4 separate regions of the Zea mays genome follow, and regions 2, 3 and 4 are each linked to region 1. Evidence: chromatin contacts called from public Hi-C data. All regions are on one chromosome and are shown on one strand. Each heading gives the region's core, a stretch centred on a gene start, on an enhancer-like site or on the middle of the called end of the contact. The rest is flanking DNA. Distances are from core to core; before and after follow the strand shown.

Evidence for each region. Hi-C and Micro-C count contacts between places; a contact is called where the count stands out from the background.
Region 2: a Hi-C map of tassel shows a contact between it and region 1, with 3 times the contacts expected there. The contact joins the promoter of LOC100279329 here to the promoter of LOC100275900 in region 1. A contact is called at or near these places in 3 of 25 Hi-C or Micro-C datasets (ear, leaf and tassel).
Region 3: a contact with region 1 is called in a Hi-C map of tassel, with 3 times the contacts expected there. The contact joins the promoter of LOC100384320 here to the promoter of LOC100275900 in region 1. A contact is called at or near these places in 2 of 25 Hi-C or Micro-C datasets (ear and tassel).
Region 4: a contact with region 1 is called in a Hi-C map of tassel, with 6 times the contacts expected there. The contact joins the promoter of LOC103650833 here to the promoter of LOC100275900 in region 1. A contact is called at or near these places in 2 of 25 Hi-C or Micro-C datasets (ear and tassel).

The regions. Positions count from the first base shown.
Region 1 is chr3:161,337,558-161,342,688 of Zm-B73-REFERENCE-NAM-5.0, forward strand. It overlaps LOC100275900, which reads left to right and starts at 2,607. Exons shown (of 1, transcript XM_008676418.1): 1 at 2,607-3,153. The coding sequence starts at 2,648. The coding sequence ends at 2,899.
Region 2 is chr3:161,169,637-161,174,838 of Zm-B73-REFERENCE-NAM-5.0, forward strand. It overlaps LOC100279329, which reads right to left and starts at 1,340. Exons shown (of 14, transcript NR_176412.1): 1 at 979-1,340; 2 at 288-456; 3 at 60-192. It overlaps LOC100272251, which reads right to left. Exons shown (of 5, transcript NM_001146746.1): 5 at 2,353-2,970. The coding sequence ends at 2,881.
Region 3 is chr3:161,093,010-161,098,297 of Zm-B73-REFERENCE-NAM-5.0, forward strand. LOC100384320 (Calmodulin-binding transcription activator 4) reads right to left here and starts at 1,713. Exons shown (of 11, transcript NM_001365702.1): 1 at 1,371-1,713; 2 at 685-810; 3 at 468-583; 4 at 102-190. The coding sequence starts at 1,389.
Region 4 is chr3:161,581,692-161,586,600 of Zm-B73-REFERENCE-NAM-5.0, forward strand. LOC103650833 (squamosa promoter-binding-like protein 2) reads right to left here and starts at 2,227. Exons shown (of 3, transcript XM_008676419.2): 1 at 454-2,227. The coding sequence starts at 842.

The DNA.
Region 1 (5,131 bases), core at 1,357-3,856:
GAATGAAACTCTTAGAAGTGTCCACGCAGAATGGTCCAAACGTTATGTCGTACCTGAAGGTAGTGGAATTGGATTGGGTCGGCTCGGCCCGACCCGAGCTCATCATGCTTCGGACTAAATGAGCTCAGGCCAAGAAGGTTCAAAAATTTTTTGGGTCGTGTCGTGCCAGCCCAAAATATAGAAACAGTGGTCCAGCCTAACCTTAAAGCACGCCGTGCCTTCGTTGCGCCGTGCTGGCCCAAGCACGAACCATATATTTGAACAACATAAAATCCAAATATTACAACCACATAAAGTTCATAGCTTACTAAATTAAAAATATTAAACAATGTGAGCAGCATTTGACCGTATAAAGTCCAAATATTATAACCACATTAAGTCTATACCTTACTAAATTAAAGAAATTAAACAATATGGACTTCATTGGTTCGTGTTAGCTCAAGCCCTGTCCATGCGCGTGTGCCGTGCTGGGTCCGACAGGCCGAAATTTGATGCCCGGCCCAGGCTCACCTTCAGACCGTGGTAGCCTGGCCCATATTCACTACCGGAACCAGCTGCTTTGTCAAGTGTCTAAAATACTCGGCAAAACCTGAAAAACACTCGGTGAAGGCTGACACTCGGCAAAGAAAGCTCGGCAAACTATACATCGGCAATGACTTCTTTGTCGAGTAATTTTTATCGGTCACTCGACAAAGACTTTATCGAGTATCAGCCGGTACTCGGTAAAGAAAAGTCACCATCACGACGACAGGTAATGGCGATGGAGCCTATGCCGAGTGCCCACAATGAGACACTCGGCAAAGGCTCACTCTTTGCCGAGTGTCCACTGTACTGACACTCGACAAAGAAGCTCCTCGTGGGCCTCTTTACCAGGTCCTTCGCCGAGCATATTAGGTGGCACTCGGCAAAGGCTCCCTCTTTGTCAAGTGCCCGTCGGACTAGCACTCGACAAAGAGATCACCAGTGGCCCCTTTATTAGTTCCTTTACCGAGAGTATTAGGAGGCACTCGGCAAAGGTTGCTTCTTTACCGAGTGTCAAGGCCACAACACTCGGCAAAGAGGCTTTACCGGTGCTTAGGTGTGCCTTCTTTGCCGAGTGCTATGACCTTGACACTCGACAAAGTGACAAGAATACCCCTTTTTATTTGCTTTTGCTATTCCATCTAAACAAACAAAAGATATATCACATAATCATCACATATACATCATAAATATCACATAATCATCACGTACATAATAGAGACCACATATTTCATAAAAACCACAAATCTCACAAGTTTTTCACAAACATATCTATGTTCATACCAAGTTTCACCAACATAAGTATTACCAACTCTCAAACATAAGTTCTTTTCACAAACATAAGTTCAAGACAAGTTTATCACACAAGTCTCACAATCACCACTAAGCTAAGAGAAGATCATCAGCGAGGTGGGCGGCTGAACTGGTGCGGGGTGCGGCGATGGGCTGGGCGATCCATGAGGGTTGTGTTGGATGCCGCCCCAGATTGTCCCTACACAGAGAAGAGATTGCATGTGTTATACCAGATGAATATATATCATGAGGACTAGAATTTTGATACTCACAGGAGTATGGAACTGAGCAGGGTCAACTGGAGGGAACAACGATAGTGATTAACGCCTGGCGCTCGGCAAAGTACATTCTTTGTCGAGTGTCAACGCCTGGCGCTCTGCAAAGATAACAATCGTCAGTTATAGACGGCTATTTGCCGAGCGCCGCGGTTTGTTGAGCGTTTGACACTCAGCAAAGAGGTCTTTGCCGAGTGTCTGTCTTTGTCAAGTGTTCTACACTCGGTAAACGTGGTGGTTACTGAGAGTAAGACTTTGCCGAGGGTGGTGCTCGACAAAGATTTCTTACTGATTACCCGATAAAAAACACTCGGCAAAGTCGCGAGCACTCGGCAAGGAGCCGGATTCCGGTAGTGATTATTTCGTGCCGATCAATGCTTTGGGCTCCTGTTTTTAGATATACTTGTGTTGACCCAAAAAGCTCGGCACATATTTCCAGCACTACAATAAGATATTGCTTGCAAAAAAAATGTTTATCCGGAGTTCGGACCACTGGAGGTCTCTCCACGCATGGTACCCCCAGCAAAACGTCACTCGCTGGCCGGCAGATACGGCGGCTACACAGAATCGAAGCTAGTGGTCAAGTGATGGACGGGCCTCGGATATTTTCACCAAAGGGTAGAGAGGAATCCTTTGATTGAGGATTGTATCTGGCGAAGTGTACCTAGAGAGGGATCTTTTCGTCGAGGACACGATAGACCTCCGGGACAACAAGTTGCAACATAATAATAATGTCCAAAGGTATATCACTGGCCCCTCCTGATTATGGCCTCACCTGTCAGTGAACGCGTGTGAACCCCCAGATACTAGCTTGGATGACAAAAAAAAAAAAAAAGATGCGCACATATCCCGCATGTCCTTTGGAAAGCATACGGATGATGATCCATCCATGGATGCTCTGCTGCCATGTATGCATGCTTATGCTATCCACTGGCATCTCAAAGCAGAGACGGACGTGAGTGAACAAGCCGATCTGTCTGTATATATATATAGGCAGCAGGCTCCTCAAGCATTGTGCATTGCCAAGCAACCGCGCAAGGTCCACAAGTAGCCAAAAGATGGAGGCACAGGCCAAGGCAGGTGCTAGAGGTGCCAGGGGCGGGACGAAGGTGGCCATGGTGTACTACTCCAAGTACGTCAAGACCCAGAACAGCCCTGCCGTGAGTATTGGTATAGCACAGCAGCTCGAGTCTACAGCCGCCGCCGTCGTAGGAGTAGCAGGAGGCGGCGGCGACGCGGACGTCGACGAGAGGGCGTCGGCTTTCATACTGGCAGTCCGGGAGCGGTTCAGGAACGAGAACAAGTATTAACCTAGCTAGCTCATCCGGTGAGGAAGCTCCGGAAGAGGTTAATATTTACAGCAATGTCTTCCGGGTCGCCATGGACGATGTGTAGCTAGGTAAAGAAGAAAAAAAAAAGTAGCTCTTGATTGCGTGCTATATACATGCACCTTTGATGTCTCCTCTTCCCTCTTTCTTTAGGGCCGCCTACGGTTGTATGTACCTGAAGAATGGAACAAGTGAAAAAAAAATTAACTATGCATGCATGAGAGTTCTACGTTTAATTAGAATCTGTGCATGCACTGCTTTCTTTGGCACATATGGCCATATGTGGGTACACCTTCTTGATACCTGAACCCCAAAACTTAGGATGGTTTGCGGCTAGCACATGTGGAATTGATGGTCCGTCTCTTGTGCTGCCCTGCCCCTTGCTTCAACATGTATATACTTCTGCAGCACAAAATCTCCAGCAGTCCAAGATTTTGGACAGAAGCGAGGAAAGAGGGATTTGCAATATCCACTCATGAGTACCATACCTGTCTGCATGTTGGACTTGCTTGTCCCCCATAACTGATCCCGTTACAGAAGTGATCCAGAACACTTATGGTCTGTTTGGTTGGGTTGTGGCTGTAAAAAAAGTTGCTGTGAGCTGTGAGCTGTGAGCTGTGGATAAAGCTCCTGTAGGCTGTAAGCTATTAAAAAGCTAAAAAATGTTTAGTGAAAACCACTAAAAGTCGTTAAAAGTTATTTGATATATGTTTTCACAGTTTCATCCGAAAAGCCACTAAAAGCAGGTCCAGGGGCGCTTTCAGATTTGCACTGCGAGAAAGTCGGCTTTTAGAAAAGCTGCTTCCTGAATCCGGTCCTTTGGTTGGCTTTTGGCTTTTATGGGGCAAAAGTAGGCCTGCTAATGGCAAAAAATCCAACCCACTCCCACCCATACCCAAATATAATAACTTTGATATCTATCCCACACCCACCCCAAAATATAAGAAGAAAATTAAACCCAACCCATCCAATAATATTATTGACCCCAAACCAACCCGTAATTGGGTGGAAACCCATGGAAACACCGTGGGTTCAGCTTATTGTCTCACATCAAGCCAACTGCATACACATACACTGATACACAACGATAATTTATAGGTAGTTTCAATGGCGTACAAAAAACATAGTCCACGACATAAAAAACAGTGAGAATAATATTATACACTGATACAATAACAAGTTTGGTCGATGAACATTTAGGTCTCGAGAAAATAACAAAAAACATCTGTTAAAGATCCTTAATGAACAATTATCTTTTTGGCAAGAAATATAAACTAGCATCAGCGAAAAGAGTCTCTGATCAAGCTCGAAGCTAGCAATAGTGGAAGGGCACGTCTAGGTAGCATCAGAAGCCCACCGAACGACACATAAATCTCCCTGGAACTGAAAAGAAAATAACTATGTGTGAACGGTCTCGGGGCGACAATGTGTTCGCTTCTTACGGGCATGGCGTCAGTAGGAGCCAGGGGACAGGTGGCGTCGGCGTCTAAGTGTGAAAGTGTCTAATTAGCGTCGGGCGTCAGCAGGAGCCAGGGGAGCTCCGTCAGCCGAGGCGAAGACATGGGGAGAGGGGAGACTCCAGTCGCCGGGGCAGGGAGCAGGATGCGACTGTCACACCCGGTTTTAGAAGGCAAACCGAATGCGAACCATGTACGTGCCAGGATCAGTTATTCACGTACACAGCAGCTACATAATATGGACATCATCACACAGTGCTCGAAATAGTATTAATAAGGGAAATAGTCGATTACATCATACGTCTGAGACGTCCATATAGTTCTTACAATAAATCAAAGTGCGGAAAAGAAACGTAGATAACACGGCCTTCACAGGCAGCCGACTGGGGGGTTGCCGCTAACCCACACCTAGAACTCGTCGTAGTCTTGGAACTCCTGGAAGTCTCCTTCCACAGCTTCATCTTCTCCTGAGCAGTGGTTGCAATGCTGACAACCTGGGGGGGGGGGGTTTGGTGTGTAGAGCAAGGGTGAGTACACATCAACATACTCAGCAAGTATCCTGTTTGGCTGTAGTGGACTAGCTTTATGTGGGGATCAGTCAAGCAGTTGCTTTTAGTTGGTCAGGTTATTACTTACTAGTAGAAAGCCAGGTTTTAACATTAACCCAAGTTATTAACCCAATGTATCCTTTCCAAACGGAAAGAATACCACTTACCAATACCATAATCATAACCAGAACCATCAATCTCATTGCCAC
Region 2 (5,202 bases), core at 90-2,589, 170 kb before region 1:
GGAACATTAAAAGATGAATATAGGTGAGGCGCACAGAAACCGTGGGAGCATTCACAGACCTTGCACCATCTTTTGCAACGCCTCGACTGCAAGCGTGTCCGCGAGAACAAATACAGGGTTTCGGGTCATGACCTTGGAGACCGGTGTCTCTTCCATCTTCAACTCACGAGCAATCACCCTTGTGGTTATGTCCTGACCAGCGTTCCCAAAATACAGCATACAGTGAGAAATGGGAACATCTAAGGCGGCACTGACACGAAAAAAAAAGCGAAGGAACATCCCCTCACCTTGTCGGTGAGGATCCCACAGAGCAAAGCGTTGGAGTCAGTCAGCAGCACGGCGTCAACCCTGCGTGACGCCATCCTCCGACAAGCCTCGTGCACGGTTGTGTGATCCGGTATCGTCAGCGCCTTGGACAGCCTCAGCCTTTTCACGGTCCTCTCGCCGGTCAGTGACCTGGAAAGAATCACACGAGGTACGTTTTTTTTCAGCTGTGAAGATTTTGGTCTTGTCCATTTGATAGAGCAGGCATGGCAATATAATCATGGCTTGACAGCAATCAATGTCGTGTTGCAATCTTGCTTGTGTTAGTGAAACGTGTGTGGTTTACGTTACACGCGAAATTCCACAGCCGGAGTCATGCGTATGTGGTACGGCATGGTTGTAAGAGTTGAATGGGATTCAGCACTTGTCTGTTGTAACTGAAAAACGGCCCGTACTTGGTATTGTTAGACTAAAAAGTGCGTAACATCCATCGATTCCACAAACCGGGGGAGGTGTCAAATCTAGGCTATGGAAGCTCCCAGCTACAAACAAAGCGAGGCACACGGAAGCTACTCCAGGTTGACACGCGACGCGACGCTTGAAGCCTTGATCCGAAGACACCATGCGTCCATGCCACAGAGACGGTAGGTACGGAGCACGGTCTACGCTACGCATAACAAGGGCAGAGCAAGGCGGGTGCGGCGGATCACGTACGTGGAGTGGCCGCGGGAGAGGGAGACGGAGGACCGCCTGGAGGGCGGCGGGGCGTCATGGCCGTGCCCGTTCTCGGCGGGCAGGACCCTCCTCCTGGATCCGGAGGACGATGAGACGTTCCTCCGGCCGGCGCCCGCGCCCGCGCCGCCGTCCATCTCCCGGCGCGCGCCGCCCGCCGGGGGAAGCGAGAGCCTCCGATCGGCGACGGCGCTGATCCGCGGCGGCGCAGGAGCGGGGGATTCTCTTTGTCTCGCCCGCTGGCTCCCGCGAATCAGGAGCGCTCCCCAATAGGTGGGGGAAGGCGGAGACCGGAGACGGGGCCGAAGGTCGCGGCGTGCGGCAGGGTATCTAAAATTTTCCTTCTTTTTTTTCGCCGAGCTGGTGGGTGCTGGGTGGTGGTGTTCGGATGCCCCCGTCCCGTGCGTGCGCGCCTGGCCTGGCCCGCGTGGTGTTTGCTTTGCGCATTCGTGTCGACGAGAGGCGGCTGAGTGGCTGACGGCTGGGGCTGGATAATGCCGCGAGGCGTGCGATGCGGATGTGGGGACCATAGCAGACTGCAGAGAGAGCAGCTCCGGGCCTCCGATCGAAATCCAACCGTGTCGACGCGGCCCACGCCACCCGTCGGGCGGCCGACCCGCGCAATCCCGCGTCGACACGACTGTTTAGACGCATGGCGGTGGTGATGTGTCGCCCGCGGGACGGGACACGGGACTGACCACCGCGCCGCGCCGCTTCCCTGAGGTGAGGGGCCGGGGACGCCGCCGGGCAGTATATATACCGCTGCCGGGCGGCGAGCGCTGGTGGCCGTGCACCAGAAGGCCGAACACCTGGCGCCGGCCGCCGGGAGACAATGCCTCAGCTCGCGTGCAATGCAAATGCTACGAGAGCGGGCGGCTTGGGGTCCTCTCTCCGTCTCGACCACGCCAGTTCGACCAGGTACGCCGTCGCCGGCGGCGGATGGATGGCTAGGTCGTCGCTCCTTCATTCTTCTGTTACTTCCGCCACGCATTCTTAAAGGGTGTTTGGTTTGTAGGGACTAATTTTTAGTCCCTACATTTTATTCCACTTTAGTTACAAAATTATCAAATATAGAAACTAAAACTCTATTGTAGTTTCTATATTTGTCAATTTATATACTAAAATGGAACAAAATGAAGGGACTAAACATTAGTCCCTAGAAACCAAACACCCCCTTAGATACTTCCTCCATACTCGGTCAGTCTAACTTTCCTCCATCTAGTAGTATTATGTTTTATTATATCAAATATTTCGATTTGATCGGCAATTTTTTTTAAAAAAAATTATATAGGTTAACGACATAAGATTTTGTTTTCGTATCATTATTATGACAACTGCTTTCAGCACACAGTATATAATTCACAGATATTACCTTTCAGCCCACTGACGCCTAGGGCAACTGCATAAACACAAGTGTACAGCACAATTTTTATCACAAACTTGCGAAAACATCCGGCTAGATTTGACACCCAACCCGCCCTCTCTTTTTTGCAGATGAAATCATGCAAGCCTGTACCATTAAAAGGAGTTAGCTACTGATTGAAAATTTGACATCTGCTAGGCAATCACATAATTTTACAGCATCACACTTTTTCTGCACATCACACTAGGTAAGAGGAGCGTGAGACCCAGGCTCCACGAGGGTCACTGCAGGTTGGCACATCCAAACAAACATAAGCAGCAAGCACAGTGCTAGGAAATAAACTTTGTGCGACAACGTAACGGGGCTTAAGTTCGGCAAGGAGCGGCACAGTTTCCGCATCCTGTTATTGAACTCCACTTCCTCGGCTAACCTTGCCAGCAGCCACCTTGACAAACCTCAGCTACACAACAATAGTATGCGGCACCGGCACCGCCCCGTTAGCAACAGATGCACGCCCCGTTTCATTTGTCGGTTGCACGCTCTGCCGAGTAAAGCAACATCTGGCTGCTTGTACTTGCACCGGCACCACCATTGTTTTCTTTTGCCAACATCTGCATTTCATCATAATAGAGAACTTCAGACTAACATGCGAGGAATACATAGCTGCATTTACCAATTTCGTAAAAAATGATTCATAGTGAGCAATAATCTCTTTTTTTTTCTGAGATGACTGACGAGTTCCATTCTGATGAACGGTGTTCCTTTCAAGCTTCAGGATATACAAACAGAACATTTTGTGAGACATGGTTCGTATGCACGTTTACTGTGTCCAGCTTACAAATGGTTGACTCTAGAATAGTAAGGCAGCACGATCCACTTGCCGTCGAAATCATACCAAAAAAGCTCAATTAGAATATAACAAGAATGACTTTTGGCGTTTGTTATCTTGTCCTACTTAAGAGTAGAGCTACATAACTGAGTTGAGCTCTGACAGGGCTTCCGGCCATTGATGTTAGATTTTCACATAATATTTTTTAGCTGTCCCTTAATTAAGAATGGAATTGACACAGTTTTAAGTAAAATCGGACCCAAAACCTACGCAAGGTGTACAAACTACCCAAGCAATGGCAGCCTCACACATAAAACTCATCCAGAGTCATCGTTGTCGAGCTCAACATAATGGACCAAAGAAAACTGGACGACGTCTATAGCCAAACACTAACACAAATGGAGGAAGACCGCGGAGCGTCGTCATTGTCAAGCCTCGAGACACCACACGTGAGGCAGCTCCGATTCTTCACGAACGGGACTTTCAATCTTGATCTTCCGCCTCGTTCCCAACATATGCCTAACCTCAGAAGCAATCCTTCCACGAAGAAGGGGGCGTCTCACGTCATCATTGACGAGCCACATCCCCTGACGTAGCAGCTTCGACTTTACGCTCCAACACCGTACCTCCACCCGCATACCAAACGCTAAGAAGCGAAAGCATCTACAGAAAAGCGATGTCGTGGTCGGGACAAAACTTCAATAGCGACCTCTTCAGGAAGGGAGTGACGTTGCAGACGTCATCGTCGCATGTCCAAGATGACAGGCTTTCACCCATAGAAGACAGTGCTGAGGAATGCGACGCTCTCAAGTGGGTAAGCGACGCTCACGAGCGTCATCGGCGTCGAAAGCCTTGACGAAGTCCCCCAACACAACGTCAAGTCAAGGTCAAAGCAAGCTACCTCCGTCGTCGTCGTTGCCCCGACACCCGCACAAACCTTCCAGATGGGCATCGACGCACCGATTGCCGCGGCAGCTGCCACCCCTCGAGTTGGGCAGATGGAACCGGGCACCACCATGCCACGTGCGACACTACCACGCGCCGGAGTCGTTGCTAGCAGTTGTCGTCGACCCTGGAAAATGCGGCCACCTAAGCCAGCAGTCGTCGGGCGTGTCTCGCAACTCGTTGCCAGCAGTCGCCTGGTGCAGCACCCCTCGGCTAGCCAAACCTTATAGCAACAGCCGTGACGTGGCGGGTCTGAGGTGCTGGCGCGCGCACCACAGCCGGCGCCGCTGGGGCCACTTTGCTAGCCCACCGTCGCCCCGAGCTGACACGTTCTCGGCTGCCGTCGAGCCACCCAACCTCGGAGCACCGCCGTAGGACCAGACCGCAGCCACCGCCGCCCTAACCCCTCTCGGCCTCCAAGCTTCGCACGTCATTGGTCGACAGCATCTTCCCTGTTTTGGCAATGCGAGGAGACGAGCTCGCCCACGGCGACGTGGAGCAGGAAGCCAACGCTGAAGCCGTCCTGGAGGCCGTGGCTGAGCTTGCGGAGCGCCAAGACGTGGCCGAGCCACGCTTCCCGCACACACAACGCCACGCCCGCGTGTGGGACCTTGTCCACCTAGACGCCACCACGGCACACGCCCGCCTACCTGCCGCCGCGTCGCGACTAAGCTGCACAGCAAACCCTTTCAAATCTAAAGCATAGGGAGACCAATCGAAAGAAGAACTTTTCGTGCCGCCATCCTTGGGGCCCGTGCTGGCCTACGGCGGACTCCTCCAGCGACTGCGAGGGGGTGGAGGGAGGCGGAGGGGGTGGCAGCGCTAGGGTTTAGAGTTTAGGGGCAACCTGTGTCGCTCGAGCGGAGGACGATGCGGGGGCTGGGGTCGGGACGTTGCTCACCTCACTGGATATCCTTCTTTCACATAATACTAGAGCAGTACTAGGACGATGCCACTTCTGTTGTCTCATATTATTAACGACGTCTTTGAAAATATGACACCATATACTCTCTGGTTGACTGGTTGACACCTAGCAGCTAATATCATTGTTCAATGCTGACCAACACGC
Region 3 (5,288 bases), core at 463-2,962, 250 kb before region 1:
TTCCAGCAGTGCATTATTACTGGTATAACACCATCAGTTCGTTCAGGAAAGCATCGCCTGATCTACGAAAAGAACGAGAGTTGAGAGTAGATAATTCTTACGGATCAAGCATCCAATATATCCGCCTCTGAAATGTTGGATTTTTGTCTCCACGAGCATAGTAGCAATTCAGTGCATCCACATTATCAACCTGAAATTTCCAACATCAGAACTGAAAGGGAGGAAATTTGTATCATTGTGAAGGGGCATTAGGTACACATCTCATTATGAAATTGTCTATTTCTTATACAATCCACCCAATTCAGTTCGACTGCAAACCAAACATCTCTCAATGGCTTATTGTCTTATCAAGGTGATTACTCCCAAGCATATTCTGAGCAGCATTCATATCTATTAACTTCTGGAGAGATCTTTAACCAAGACATGAACACAGCACAGCAGTCCACCAAAAGGGTAAATGAACAGACCTTAAGGCGCTCATGGGCTTCATTAATGGTCTTCCCATTTCTCTTCTTTTGCCATTCAAATCCATCATTTCGGAAGTACCGGAGTACTCTACGGTTGAAAAGAAACCAAGAACCACCTGCAGGTTTCGGATTGGCTCATTTAATCACAGTCAGGACTAAATCAGCCAAAGCTTTGATCATGTATTTACGGTCCAAAACCAAAGGATGCATTTATTACTCTGTGGCTTCTGAGGGGGCTTATGCGAAATCGTGAACAGCTCATGATTCTGCAGTATCTTGAGAACTTCTTGAGGCTTTAGCCAGCGGGTCTTCACTACCTCTTGTAGCTTGCCTATGTCTAAGCCTGTACAGTAAAACCGTAGGCAGCCGTATTTGTTAACAAGAGATGGCAAGCTACAACACGCCGAACACATCGCGACTCAGAGTTCACAATTAAATAGAGTGTCACGTGGATGGTTAACCACCATTCAATTTGGTACATCAATCAATTTCCAAATATGACCAATTGGTATACAACCGTACCCGTAACCACTCCGGGTGGCGGGTGGTTTCACTCAGATAGAAATAAAGAAGACAGAGACGGAAAAGAACATTTTTTTAATGTTCTCGCAGCCTAGTAACTTCGTTTCTTCGATCAAGAAGTACTAACAAACTTGTTATTAAATCAAAAGACATATATAGTGAGGGAGCAGTAGCATTTCGTACAAGTAGCATAGCAGAGAAACAAAATCAATGGTTAACCAGTTGCATTTGTCGATCACTTTCAGGCAGCCTGGCGGCGCAGTCCCCCTTCTTCCTCGACCCCTCACATGGGTTCTTTTGCCGGAAATCGCACTCGGGGAACGCTCAAAAGCAACAGAAGGTTGCAACTTTGGAGCGAGGCGTTGTGGGACTCGGCGTTACCTTGCTGCTGCTGCTGCATGGCGCCGTGCCGACAAGCCCGCGCCGTGCTCCGAGCGAATCCAGCAAGAACTCGCGGGGGGGCGCCGCGGTGCCGAGGCCGATTTGAACCCAGTGGACTGGCCGGCCGACTCCTCGCCCTGTTGCCCGGAAGTCGAGTCCAAGTCGCCGCCGAGTGGCAGTCGCCACCGATCAGTCGCGAGACGCGCAAACTCTTATTGTTCCCAGGCGATAGCGACGCGCCTCCGCTGGCAATGACGCGCAGAAGCGCGGAGTGTTGAAGGGGGCGAGAAGGGGAGTGAGAACCAACGATGAACACGTGAGAGCAGGGCGGAGGAAAGCGGGGAAAGTGCGCGACAGATTCCAGCGCGGCGGTTGCTAACCACGAGAGGGGGAATTTTTGCTTTTTCTGTTGTTTGAGGTGGCGGATTATAGATCAACAGCTGCGGCGTCGGCGACCTGCAATGCAGTCCGCCGCGGTCTCGGTTAGTCGGTCCGGTCGGTCTCGGTGGCATTGTCGCAATCGCAAGCACACAGCCACAGGCAGGAAAGGACAAAGATGGAGCCCAGCCCAGCGCGAGCACCCGAACGATGCGTTGCTTGGTCCGTCGTGGTGGTTGTGATTGGAGACACCCAAACGATGATCGGCCGTCAGATCGAAAGCCGTCCCAAGTCTAATCCAAAGTTGAAGCCACCATAGTCAAATTCTAGCACTGTATGTGTTCTCACTCTGCCTTGCTTGCCGTGTCCCCGTTTCTTCTAGCGCGCCGCGAGTCTCTCAAGTCGGTTTCAGGAAGCCGTGTGTGCCGCCGGTGCCATGGCACCGTTTACTTTCCTGCCTTGCAGCACTTGCATTGTACTATGATGACAAGTACTCTCCACCAGCAAGTTTGTATTGTCATCTCCACGTCACTAGAACACAGTGATAGGAGGGCTTTAAGCTTTGACATTCTCGATGGTGGACCTTTCCTTGCTAGCATAGCGAATGATCGCCTTGCTAACCTCCTTGCCAGTCCCCGCAGGGCTCTCCTCTTCACGTTTATGTGTTGACCTGTCCTCGGCAAGACCGTTGTGTCACTGAAAGCTAACTTCATGAGGTACGTCCAAAATTGCCACCCATGTGGAGTTGGCCATGGTCAACAGTTGAACAGTCCTTAATGACCTCTCCTATCTGCCTTTTAGGCAGGGTCAAAGCTAGCAACCAAATTAAGATGACGCACCACCAAAATAATATATAAATATTTTATAGTATACAGTAAATATTAACTAATTTACTAATAAAATCTGGATCTACCATGGTGCCTGTGCACCCTGTCTCTAGGGTTAATGTTTTGGCTCTATTTGGCCACCTTTCGCCCCGTCCTTGTTGGAAGTGTTCTCTTATTCGGTCAAGATGATTGATTCTGAGTTTATCCTATTTAGCAGTGTGATTCTAAACGCTAAACGGTAAACAGTCGGTCATCCTTTGTTTACCGTTTAAACGGACTACATGGGCATTTAAACGGACTAAAAACGGATTGTACGGGATTAAACGACCTAAACGGTTAGCTACTGAGTAGCATTTAAACGGCGTGTAAACGGTCTAAACGGTCGTTTAGGATAACAATGATATTTAGGCTTTGTTCGTTTGTCCAAGATTCCACCTAGAAATAGTTCTAGCGGATTAAACTTTATATAAATTACACAAGCAATCCAGTTAGGAATCGTTCCAGGTGGCGGTTGCAAGGAAACCAAACGGACCCTTAATCTGTGTCTTGATCGAGAGCATGGCCCTATCCTTGGTTATAGTCCCTGATCACCAATGTTATATCAACATGGCATGGGCGACATAGAAGCCAACACGTTTCGCTTCCCATAACCCTAGCCACCACAGTCAAGATCTTGATCACATTCCTAGCACCCGATGAACCAGAATCGTCCAATTTATGGCGCTAATAGAGTCTAGTGGCCCGTGGCAAACATGACGGGCCTGCCCAGTGGCCCGTGGCACGACACTATTTTGGTCTGTCATGAGCATGGCCCGATCCATTGTCAACCGGGTTTGTGGAGGCCTAGCCCGATCACTATGTCATGTCTGGGTCTTAGGTGCGGCACAACCCTGTTTTTTTCATTTTCCCATAAAATATCTATATTATGCTTGATTATAGAGTATACAACATAAAAAACAAGTGTGTTTTATTGGCTAGGTGGATATGAATGTTTGTTTGGAGCTAGCGACCATGGTTTCAGCCCCCGCTTGTGCATTTTTAGCTTATTTTTGTTATTTAAATGTCATGGATTGACATAGGCCCGTTAGGTCTCAATAGACGGTGATGACTAGTGTCGCACTCCACCTCGGCCCCAAAGGTATGAAGCACTACTCCATTCTCCTCTCTCTCTCTCACTGTCACACCCGGTTTTGGAAGGCAAACCGAATGCGAACCATGTACGTGCCAGGATCAGAACTCACGTACACATCAATTACATAATTGGACATCATCACACAATGCTCAAAGTAAATAGCGGAAAGGTACTTTAATTACATCAAGATGTCTAAGACATCCACAGAGTCTAATACATAGCCATAGTCTTCAACATTAATATCAAAGTGCGGAATACGAAACGTAGAAGATAAGCCTACACAAGCAGCTGACTAGGGGTTTGCCACTAAGAAAAACTAGAACTCATCGTAGTCTTGAAACTCCTCAGAGTCCTCCATGTTGCCAACATCTCCTCCTGAGCACTGAGTACAGTGGGGACAACCTAGGGTTGGTGGTTTGTAAAGCAAGGGTGAGTACACATCAACGTACTCAGCAAATGTCCCATTTGGCTAAAGTGGACTAGATGTATGTGGAGTTAAGGTTAAGCAGTTGCTTTTAGTTGGTCAAGTTTTTATTACTATAAGTAGAGCCAAATTTTAGTAATAAACCCAGTTATTACCCAGAAGCACTCCCTCCAAGAGGAAGTACCAGAGATCAAAATTATAACCATCATTGCTAACCATCATCATAAAAGTAACCAAAGTTCTTCTAATCAAAGAGGATCCCAAGGCCGCTCTTAACCGTGAGCACGACTGATATAGCAGTTTCTAACACTCTGCAGAGGTCGCACACTTTACCCACAAGTCGTGATTCCTTTTCTGCCCAGGGTTCTAGCCTCCCCATTGATCACTACCAAGGTGACCTAGCAGGGTCTCACTATGTAGCCTTTACAAAGATTTCCTAGAGGTCATAGTCGCCCATTAGGTTTCTCCAGTTTGATAAACACAGTACATCTCCCCAAAGGAAGGGTGACTAACAAAACCAAATCGAGAACCTCTGCAACCAGCCTCGGTAGAGCAAGTACTGTGCCCGGACCCCATTGACGGCCCTACGACGAAGCCAACTACTCCTCTGGTTCCTCTAATTAATCAGCTAAGGGTGTCCCATTCCACCCTCATGGTTGCACTATTATCCCGGGTTGTCACTCCCCAAACAGGTCCTTACGGAGAGATACTCAGGAAACAGCATGAGTCCCCTAAAGTAATCACAAGAACATCATCGGGATAACATCATCGTATCATAATATTCACATCATGTTCATTGATTAAAGTAAAGCAATATCATAAAGCTAACCATGATAACCCAAAAGATAAACAAGGATAAGGTAAATACAGACTAGTCAATCCTTAGGTTTCAATAATGTAATGCGGGACGGTGAATTATAAAGTATGTAGGACATAATAGGTCAGAGGACACTTGCCTTCACTAGGTTGTTGCTCAGGAAGATCTTCGGTAATACACTCAGGAACCACGGGTTGCTCGTTGTCTAAATAAAACGATCATGCATTCAATACATTTGGTAAATGACAAATTAACAGCACACCAATCATGTACAAACATTGGAACACATCTCAAAAGATATAATACAAATTAAACAAAAATGAGATCAAATTATAAAATG
Region 4 (4,909 bases), core at 977-3,476, 240 kb after region 1:
CCAAAGGCTAATTAGGCCGTGGAAGTAGGAAAAGCGACAGGAGGAGTAGCAACAGCTGACGGCGAGTAGTTCTTGGTCGCCTAATAAGCAAGCAGGGTCTAGTGGATTGCTGGACGTGGCGGCAATTCTCCACGAAATTCACCCCCACGCGGACGCGGACGCGGACGAGACGAATGCTTCCAAGAAGAAAACATGCATGATGCGGTGCGACACCCATGGCCACGCCACGCCATCCATGGGCGGCGAGCTGTTGCATGTACAAGAGAGCTCGTCGTACGACGAGTGGTTAAATTATTGAGCGAAAAGAACCAAAAGAGAATCATGGGAGCTCGGGGTCGTGGGGGGACGGCAAGGGAATGGAATCCAAAGTCCAAAGAACAAGATGCATGGGGCGGGCGGGCGCCGGGCGGGCGGAGGGCACGCACGAGCACGGCAGGGCAGAGATACGCGTACCTGCTGCACTGCTGGCAGAAGCGCTGCTGCTGGCCGGCGACGGTGACGACGGGCGTCTTGGAGTGCGCCTCGCAGACCTTGTGGCGGCGGTGGTAGTCGCGGCACCGGGACAGGTCGGCGTCGCAGCCCTGCACGGAGCACGCGGGCACCGCCTGCCGCGCGAGCCCCGGGCGCGGCCGCTTCGCCGGCGCGGACGACGACGGCGGAGGCGGGGGCGGAGGAGGGTTCGCTGACGGCAGCGCGGGCGCGGCACCGGCGGCGGCCGTGAGCACCGCCCTCGAGCTCGTCGGCGCGCCCAGCTTCAGGTCCAGCGCGCCGCCCCCGCTGCTGCTGGGCCCGACCACCGTGCCGAGGTCCCAGGCAGGAAGCATCTTGGCGTCCCAGTCCATGGCGACAGCCCGTCCCCAGGCCGACGCGCGTGTACGTGCCTGCCTGTTGTCGGGATCCTTGCACAGGGAGTAGCAGCTCTCTCCTCGGGACTCAACCCAAGCAGGCAGGCACCTCCGTCGCTGGTGGCGGCCGGCTCCGAAATGGTGGATTTTGGGAGGCCTTTCTGCTCTGCTGGCTGCTGCTGCGTGCGCAGGCCGTTGGAGACGGAACAACAGCTGTGTACTGCTCGCCCAGAGAGCAAAAGCAAAGTTGATGGCAACCAAAAAGCTTTGGAGGACGGGAAAGAGAGAGAGAGATCACAGCGGCGGCGGCGGCGGCGGCAGCAACAGCAACAGCATGCAATTAAAGAATCCAAGAGCAGCGGGCGGGAGCGGCAAGAAAGGAAGGGACGAGACAAGGGGCTGGGTTCTTGGGTGCTCGGCCGCCCGCCGGGCAGAGCGGTGGGTTAAGCTTTAAAGCGAGCGGAGGACACGGATGGATGGATGGAAGCAAGCACCTCCTCTCCTCCGAGAAAAAGGCGGACGAGGCGAGGGAAGGCAAGGAAGAGGAGGGAAGGGGGCGGGGCAGTGCCAGTGGTTGCAGACAGCACAGGAACAGGACGACGACGGAGGAGACTCCTATTGGAGGACTCCAAACTCCAAAGGTGGCAATAATTGCCGAGACCCGAGAGGCGAGCTGGGGGCACCTCCCACTGCTCACTCGACTCCCCCCTTCTTTATTTTCTTACCAATGGCAGTAAACATACAGTGTGTGGGTGTGATGTGTGGTTGGGGAGGGTAGGTGGGAGAGGGAGAAGGAGAAGGAAATAAGGAATCAGACAGACAGACAGACACACAGCAGCAAGCAGATGGATGTGTGGCAAAAGATTTCAGAGATAAAAAGGGAAGAAGAAGAAGCAGCAGCAGGTACCACTCTCGAACAAGAAGCAAGCGGAGGACGGAGTGGCTGAAGGCAATGCAGTGAAGAACATCCACCAAGAGCAAGGTGGAGGATTCTCCCTTCTTTGGTGGTTGCTGCTAGCTAGCTACTACTGCCTTTTCCTCCGGTTTGCTCCTTCAGCTCGGCAGCCCCTATGAGTAGGCTTTGCCTTGCCTCCTTGCGCTTGAGGATTGGTTTCTTCTCAAGTGGGGTTGCAAGGAAGCTCAGTCACTGCGCCAGCAAATGGGCAAGGCGGCAAAGATGAGGAGAGCTACCACTGCGCGCACCAGCTGAACCACTCCCTCCTAATTAAAATACAATACTCGTTAACAGAAACCCGGAGATAGAGGGGCTCTGATGGCTGATGAGAAGGACTAATAAAACTTAAGTGCAGAGGCTCCTCCTCCCTCTCACCTTTTGTAGCGGGGGTGGAGTGGAGGTGGAGGGCAGGGGGGGGAAAAGTACAAAAGTTGGGAAAGAGCTGGATTTACATGGAGGAGCAATGGAAAAAAGGGAGGAGAGGGGAGGTTAGGCAGGCGCAGGGGCAGGAGGAGCAGCTTTTTCTCCTGTCTTCTTCTTTCTTTTCCCTACTGCGTTTTTGTGTTCTGTGCTGTGCTGCCGCTGCCGCTGCTGTGTGCTACTGTGCCATGCTGCCTCGTCCCAGCTGACATGGTCATGTTTCACAGACCACAGCCAGAGCGCACCACGGCATCATCCAATATTGCTCCATGCACTCCCAAAAGCGCGTGTCATGAGATGCATGAGCTTATATGCCCACATCCACGGTAGATAGAGCCTTTCTTTTCTAGGGCGTCTCCTCCTTCTTTTTTTTTTTTTTTGCTGTGCTATTCTTGGGTCCTGAGGTCTGAACATCTGAGCATGTATTTTTCTTTCCCTTTTGTCACTGTCACACTCACGTAGAGCTTGATATGATAGACAATCTACGTAGTCCGTAGAGCCTTTCTTTCCTAGCACTTCTCCTTCCTTTGCTGTGCTACCCTTAGTAGATTCTAAGGTTTAAACATTTTAGCATGTGTTTTTCATTTTCTTCCTTGATCAGACTAAAGCTATCTGTTTGGACCGTTACAGCTACAATCCACAAAGACAAGACACTATAAATACAGTAGAAGTCGGTATAGATTGAAGCATATAATAGAATTGTTAAAAACGGCGTCAAGAGTGCGAGAAGCATTGGTACCACGCATCGCGAATACGATAGTATTTCCGAGATTCGCCTCGACATGTACTGAACATCCATATATATTTTTTCACCTTTTGTAGCGATAAGAGTACAATACAGGTTCCGCGCTTACATAAAATAAGCGGAACCGGCGAATTGGCTTTCATGGAACAGAAACAAACCGATATCATATACTCCTAGTTGTGAGCAGCTAGCGGACGGCTTTGTTTACAGCCTCGACCGAAAAAAAAGTAACATATATTCTTAAAGCACCTTGGTGTGAAGAATGTGCTGTGTGCATGGTCGACTTCTCTCTACCTAGCTCCTTTGTGTTGGGTTGACGACGTGGTCCCTCTAGCGAAGCAAAGTGTATTGTATCTACGCCTTTCTTTTCAATTTGCTCAGCAGGGAGAGGACTGTAATTAAGAGCATAGTTTTATTCCCCTGACGAGGATTATTATTATTTTTATCTCCGCTGCCGCCGATGCAGCTATGGAACTACGTGAGGTCCAAGTTCCCAAGTCTTGATTAGCTCTAGTCGTAGTAGTGATGCGATGCCGTACTGTTTGGTTCCTAGTTTTCACACGCTGACCAATGGTCAAGAAAAAAAGAGTCGCGCGCGTACTGTTCTGAGAGAGGCACAGGGACAGAACGTGGTTATCTATCTTTCTATCTTTGGCCGGCCCGCTCACCAACACGTAGGTGCTGCCTTGGTGGCGAGGGTCCGTGGTTTGCAGCCAGCCAGGAGCGATTCCTCCGGTTAAGACCGTCTCCAGCAATAGTTTTTTATATTCATCTATTATATCTCTCATTTATAGTCTTCTCTAAAAAATTTTATTTCTATATTTTCTTCATCTCCAACAACATCCTTCAAATCACGTCTTATATACATAAATACCTATATTAGAGATATTTTTAATTTTTAATTTTGTACATACGTATTTGTCATATTCTTAAATGTATTGTACATATTTTAGTTTTGCTAAACCGGTTGTTTAAAGTATTCAAATGAATAGAGAACTGTTTAGAGAAACTCTATATATAGAGGATTCATCAGCGTTCTCTAAATTTAAACGACCGTTTAGAGTACGTTGCTGAAAAGAGTAGATGATAACCTTATCCTTTAAATTTAGGGTACATGATCCTTTAGAGGTACTTGTTGGAGTATATGGAGCCATCTTGACAGACCAGCAAACTTGTTAGTGGTGTTTTTTTTTTTGTATTTTTGTTAGAAACAAGGGCCTGATCCAGGAGCACCTGTGTTAACCAAAAGCAAGGCAGAGATTTTGCAGCCTCGTGAGAAGAAAAGAATCAGAGAAGAGGATCTGAGACGTGAGCCTGCCTGGCTGGGTGGCTGGCTGGCTGTGGCTTTGAGATTACAGTGACTGACTCACAGGACAAGTACCGCAGGCATTGCAGAGGGAGGGACACGGTACAGTAGCCAGCGTAGCGTAGCAAGAGCCATATGTCAGAGATGTGGATGCGCCACCACCATGGGCATGGGGTTCTGATGAAACTGGTCTGTCTGCCGCTATACGTACGCTGCCTGCGCCACAGCAAGTTATATTACCGAGTGTTCGAGTACTACGTTCTACAGCGAACGAACTTACCACGGGGTAACTGCAATGCACTGCGTGCTGGAGGCACAGTTCAATCATGAAGACGACGCACGCACGCACGCACTGTAGATTCTACTTTGCACGAGCGTACGTAGAGAGGTGCTACTACTTTGTACGTACGTACTACAATAGAGTAGTAGGATCTGCTGGCAGGCATGAGGCAACAATTTGCTTTGCCTAACATGGCGTGCGGCCTTCCCTTCGAGTCTTTGACCGTTATACAGTGGAACGGAACCCCCGAATCGAACGGCTGCATGCAGCTGCAGCTAGCACATTTGAAACGCAGCAACGACTTGCAGCGACACTGCATTGACCGATCGATCCTGCTGCCTTGCGTGCTTGGGTTTCC